Linked DNA regions of Mus musculus: region 1 is linked to region 2. Evidence: chromatin contacts called from public targeted proximity ligation data. All regions are on one chromosome and are shown on one strand. The core of a region is the stretch at or near the end of the contact, and the rest is flanking DNA. Distances in the headings are between cores, read along the strand shown. Region 1 holds the start of Ccdc166 (coiled-coil domain containing 166). Region 2 overlaps Iqank1 (IQ motif and ankyrin repeat containing 1).

What was found.
Region 1: a contact with region 2 is called in a targeted proximity ligation map of memory CD8 T cells, with 274 read pairs. A contact is called at or near these places in 9 of 39 promoter capture datasets (the 3T3-L1 cell line, 3T3-L1-derived adipocytes, the HPC-7 cell line and 3 more), 1 of 484 Hi-C or Micro-C datasets (embryonic stem cells), 8 of 130 datasets of targeted methods (double positive thymocytes, embryonic stem cells, forebrain and 3 more) and 3 of 9 other capture datasets (adipose tissue, liver and pancreatic islet).

The regions. Positions count from the first base shown.
Region 1 is chr15:75,980,975-75,984,273 of GRCm38.p6, reverse strand. Ccdc166 (coiled-coil domain containing 166) reads left to right here and starts at 1,989. Exons shown (of 2, transcript NM_146059.2): 1 at 1,989-2,473; 2 at 2,587-3,299. The coding sequence starts at 2,045.
Region 2 is chr15:76,035,884-76,038,748 of GRCm38.p6, reverse strand. All of the region lies in intron 7 of Iqank1 (IQ motif and ankyrin repeat containing 1), which reads right to left. Among named protein-coding and RNA genes, the nearest start is that of Iqank1, 27 kb to the right of the region's middle.

The sequences.
Region 1 (3,299 bases), core at 740-3,239, 55 kb after region 2:
TCCTCCAACTGGGTTTTTCCCCAGTGAGGCAAATAGACAGTGCAATTCTCAATTCTTCCTTGTTTAGGAAGCCAATTTGGTTCTAGTTGATTGTGTCTTTTTTTTTTTTTCTCTCCTCCTCTCTGAGGTAGGGATCTCTGCACATAGCCTTAGGTGTCCTGGAACTCAACTCTGTAGACCAGGCAGGCCTCAAACTCAAACATCCTCCTGCCTCTGCCTCCTGAGTGCCAGGATTAAAAGCATGTACCACCACTGCCCAGCCTCGCTGATCATGTCAAAGGTCTCTTTTGCCTCCTAGATCTGTGATTGGTCAAACACTACAAACACTTTGGGCGTTGTGTTCGAGAGTACTTCTAGGTGATCTTGGCTGCTGCCCTTTTGCTTGGCAGGGTGATGGTGACGTCCCTGTACAGAGTCAACACAAGCCCGTGGTTTATTTGCTGCCACTCTGCTGAGCCCGCACCCCCCACTGAATGGTTGTCACCTCCGGTATCCACTAGCAAACCGGCACACTGCTGATGTTTTCTGATCAAGATTGAATCCTGTAAAGACACTGTCCGTATAGAGCTCATAGCAAAAAGGGAGACATTAAATCCCCGATGGACCCCTTGTATCCTCTAGATGTCTGGCTTACGGGCAAAGAAAGCTAAGAAGGTAGAATGGATGGGCCTCGTGGAAAAGTGCACTGGCCAAAAAATAAAAATAAAAAGTGGGCAAAAGAGTCCATTTTTAACCTGAGGGGCACTTAGCACTCATTAATGGCCCACAGACAAGCAGGAAGCACTAGGTCCCTGGCTTCTCTAGCTTGCATCTGGCACCTTCCTACGTGGGCCCTTTTAAATTTATCACAGATCTACTAAGGGACTGAGCCCATGTAAATGGAAAGGGGGGGAGATTTTGAACCCCAGAAGGATGGGAAAGTTTCTATGCCAATCAGAGAAGTAGGGAAAATTTTACCTCCCTGAAGAACCTAGCCAATGAGGAATTCGGAGGGGGGGGGGGATATATAGGTGTGTGTGTGTGTATATATATATATATATATCACTGTTTTGAGCCAAACTTGCAGACTAGCTACTTTTGCCCTTTCAATAGGTTGCGCAGACTTAGCAAGGCTGTAAAATAAAGTTTCCCTTTGGTTTGGCTACCGAGTCTCCAGCGCTTGGATTATGAAATGAAGACCGTTGTTCATCGTGCATTTTATCTGAAAGGTAGTAGCATTCCATCAAGGCTTTAGATGCCAAGCGTCCCCTTAGAAATGCTGTGTGGAGCTGAGCGTGGTGGTGAATGCCTTTAATCCCAGCACTCCGGAGGCAAAGGCAGGCTGATGTCTGCGAGTTTGAAGCCAGTCTGGTCTACAAAGCGAGTCCAGGACAACCTGAGCTTTGTTACACAGGGAAACTCTGTCTCCACAAATAAACAAATGTTGTGGGGAGGCTTCATCCTGAGAGCATGAAGACTTCACAAGGAAAGGGGGAGAGCTCGCTCAAAGCTGGATAGAGGAGGGAGCGTCGGTGAGAGTCCCCTTATGCTGTGGGGCCTGAAGCGCAGCTAGTGGAGTGAAAGCAAGAGCACTAAGACCCGGGTGAGTGGAGGCTGGGCACTTGGAAGTTAGTTCAGTGTCTTGAAGCTGAAGTTCTGCCTGACCTGCGACACTGTAACTGAAGAATCATGCAAGGATATAAGAAACCTTAGGGAATGAATGATTGAGTCAAGCCGTTGCCAGAGCAACAGAATGGGATGAGGTCGAGGCACTGCAACCAAGTTCTGTCTCCATAGAGGTTGTTCAAGCTGGACATCAACATTCCTAGAGCTACGCACCAGGATGCGAAAGCTGTGGTCTGGAGGGAACGCTTATATACAGATTGGCCACGGTGCTCTCTGATCCTTAATCCTGCCTGCTCTGAACCTCATAATCAGAAGACACACCCTTGAACCTAGGGTGCAGTTCTCCAGAATTTTCGGGTTAAGAAGGGAGAGTAACTGAGCTGGGGGAGCGGGTGGAGCACAGCGCTCTCATGAGTCCAGTTGGCTTGGGCCTCAAGCCATGGCGCCCAAGAAGAAGCGCGGACAAAACGCGGGGCGCAAGCAGGAAACTACAGAGCAACCGCTCTCGGAGCGCGCGCAGTACCTACAGCGCGAGTACGCGTTGCTCTCAGAAAGCCTGGTGGCCTGTGAGCAGCGGATCGACGAGGTGCTGCAGGACAACGAGTTCCTGAACAGAGAGGCGCAGCGCCTGCGCGAAGAGAACCGGCTTTATGTCGGTTACGTGAGCGCGCACGCTCTGCGCTGCGCCAACGCCGTCGTGCGCGTCGAAGACCAGAACCGCATGGATCTGGCGCAGATCCGGTGGCAGCGAGCGGAGCTAGCGTCCTTCTACCACGGCCGTGAGGACGGGGTGCGCGCTCAGCTGCAGGAAATGAAGAAGCGCGCGGAAAACATGACGCAGCGGGTGCAGGAGCTCCAGCCCTACAAGGCCAGTGCGCGCGCCCCCCGAGGACCGGGCGGGCTCCAGAGGGATGGGCGCGCTCCCTACCGGTGCGCTGATCGGCGCCCCCTGCTCCCCAACCCTCACCCCACCCCATGTAGGAGCTGCAGCTGGAGCAGCTGGCGCGAATCCGGACCCTGGAGCGCGAGCTGCTGCACATGCGCGTGGAGCACACGCAGCTCCTCCACGGGGTGAAGCGACGCTTCCTAGATGAGAAGACGGCTTTCGAGCGGGAGGCGCGGCTGCAAGTGCAGTCCCTGACGCGCCGCTCCGAGCGGGAGGCCGCACGTTCCCTCATTTCCCACGCACAGGCCCTCAAGGCGGACAACGGGTATCTCCGACAAGAACTCATGAGACTTCTCCAGAGGACCCAGTTACTGCAGGACATGCGACAGCAGCTGCTAGAGCAGCGGGAGCAGCTGCGCCGGGAGCATGTGGACTTGAAGAACCTGGAGCAAATGCACGGCTGGTTGCAAAGGGGCCCCGGGGGGCCACCGCTCTGGCAGCCACCCCAAAGCCTCCAACCCAGCTTGCGCATCGGGTCAACCAGTCACGTTTTAAAAGCCCAGGCTACGCCCCAGTCAGTTCCAACCTCCCGGGGCCAATCCATGGATCTGTCACACCGACCCTCCAAGACTCCATCTATATTGTCCAGTGAGTCTCTTCCGGGCCTATCTCAGAAGGCTGGGTCAGTGATTGCTCTCCGGAGTCCATCACATCCAGGATCTCGAGTCTCATCTCTGACTCCATCACGCAAGGACTCGCGTGTCTCATCCGCGACCCCGTCACGCAAGGGCTCCAGGGTTCCATCCAT
Region 2 (2,865 bases), core at 64-2,563:
CCCACCAAGGGTCTTCAAAAGTCACAAGAATAACATTGCAGGGAATGAATATTGAGTGGGGAGGACCTCAAGGTACTGCTGGTAGGAGGGAGTGGGCTGCAGCAGCCGTGGGGCTATGGGAGGGTGCACGGCAGACACGTCTGTTGTGCACACAGCATGTGAGTGTGCACAACAGACACTCAAGGATGCACGCAGCACACCACGGCCACACCTGGCACTCCAAAAGAGGTATCAGATAAGTCAAGCCTCATACCGGTAAACTCATTTCTCCATCCCAGTGAAAGGGGGCAAAATACAACTCTGTGCAAATGACACAGTTTACAATGAGATGCCAGATCAATGATGCATGACCTTACGTGATTTGAAACAGTGGGACTAAGCTACTGTGCCGGGACATTTGGGCCTAAAAATGGATAGATGGGCAACTAAATGGATCAATGAATGAATGAATGAATGAACGAACAAATGAATGAAAAAAAGAATAGTTGTTTAAATACAGAGTAAATGACAGGACAGGAGAAGCAAAGAAAGTATTTCCTATAAAATCTACCATGTAGTCCCCTGGGCAGGAGGTGGGGCTCTGGCACTATGGCATCCCTTATATGGTTTCCCCTGGGTATGTCTTGTGGTGAGCCACAGAGCCACACACACAACTTCGTTGCGTTCAATGCTCAGCCAATGATCTGTATTTTACCAAGTAACATCCAAGATGAGTAAAAAATTACAGGGTAGACAGAGTAGTGGATGCAAGGCAAGAGAAGGGATGAGTACTCGGGTAAATGCTCACCCAGACGGACAGTCATCTGTGTGAGCCAGAAGTTCAGATATTAAATAAACCGTGGCTTTTTATTTAAAAGAATATTTATTGAGAACCATGTGCCAAGATTTTGCCAAGGAACTTGATGGTTATCTCTAGTCCTGCAGAGCTGGGCTGTTATCTTCTGGTGCTTGGAAACAGCTTACAAACTTGAGGGTTGGTCTGTGGGTGGAAGAGCCGTAATCAACGGAAACCAAAGAGTACAAGAGGGTGACGTGACAAGCAGGAGCTGATGGCTGTCACATGAGCTGATCGGTAGTTTAGTGTTGATGAAGTAGCAGGAGGAAGATGCAGCTCATCGAAAGGAAGACATAGTGCACAGCAAGTGGAATATTAGCTCAGTTAACCGACGCCTGAGTCTGGCAAATGTAAGAACGAGCCGATGGGTTCTGTCCCACACCAAGTCATTGTCCCGCTGTCCTTTGCCACTCACCACACCCACCTCTCCTTTCCCTCCTGTAAAAACCAGCAAGCTCTCTTCCATTTTATCATTTTGCCGTTTGGAGGCGGAAGGATGTACTGAGTACTGTGGTGGGAGGTTCTCTCACAGTTCCCTGGAGAACTCTGTGGGTTGCTGACATACCACGACCTCTGTGGCTGGAAGGTGTCCATGCTGTGTGTGTACCAACCTTCACCAGGAAAGGTTATCTGTATCTGGGTTGTGCCCAGTTCGAGGCTGTTACCACGCAGGCTCCAGTGGACATTATTATGTGGACACAAGCTTCACTCTACCGGGCTAAGTGCCCGAGAATGTGATTGCCGAGGTACAAGCTGTGCTTAGATCTTCAAAGTTTGCAGAGGGAGGAGCCCTTGGTCCTGTCTGCAGCAAGGTGTGAGAGGCCAGTTTGTCTACAGCCTCACCAGCACCGGGTTCACCCCTCCCTTCACTCAAACTCTCAGGGTGTGTGCTGAATCAGGACACCCTGGTTCTGGGCTGGTCTGCAGCCATCACGTCCTCTGCAGGAGCATCCCTCTCCCTGTCCATCATGGAGAGACAACACATCATCCCTGTCCATCATGGCTGGGCATCAGGTTTATTTGCTGCTGAGACGACATTTGCCGGGAAAGTGTCTTTGGTCAGGTATATGATTTGTGACCAGCCTCTCCCCATAGCTGACCATTGCTCCTTGTCTGGGTTTTGTGAAGGGAAGCCTGCCTGCCTGCCTTTGTTTTTTTTCCTTTTTCCTTCTCTCCTTCCTTCCTTCTCTCCTTCCTTCCTTCCTTCTCTCCTTCCTTCCTTCCTTCTCTCCTTCCTTCCTTTGTTCCTTCTTCTCTCCTTTCTTTCTCCCTCCCTCCCTCCCTCCCTCCCCCTTTCCTGGGGAGAATGTGAATGCAGTACCCACTACCACTGTGCACCTGTTTCCCATATTTAGGGAAATCACAGAGGTCAGCACATTTGTAATGCCGAGGAGAAGCCTCGCCCTGGGAAAACCACGCTCACCACCACAGGCGCCTCCCCTGCCAGGCAGGTGTGTGCAGGGAAACTTCTCATCTTGGTGAGGTTCAACTTTTCTTTCTTTTGTCTTCTTGGTGTGGTGTCTAAGAATGCTTCAACATGCCCTAGGGCCCAGAGATATTTCCCTATTTCTAAAAGGGTAATACGTCACCGTTTGTGCTGAAATCTCAGGTCTGTTAAGTTTGTGTCAGGTATGAGAATCAGGTCAGAACTTGTTTGTTGACCTGCGGGTTGCCCGTGGCTCGGGTACTTTGTGTTGAGTGTCCTTCCTGACAGCTGAGATTTAGGGCACCTCCCTATTACTGCAGCTCCCCTGTTACCGGCCCTGTGGCCGCTCAACTATCCTCTGGCCTCTATGTCCTCCAAGAGACTCTGGCTCTTGGAGCACTCTCTGAACTCCCTGATTCTGGCTGATACCACGTTACCTGCTAGCCCAAGAGGAAGAGGAAATAGGCTAGGCCCAGAGAAGTGTCCATAGGAAGTTGAAACTGGGAGTGGCACCTGAGACTGGGGTTCCCAGGCTGGGCAAAGACTCTGGTTGTCCCTTCCTCAGGGGTGGGTGCAGAAGCAAATGTTTGCCAGCAAGCCTGAC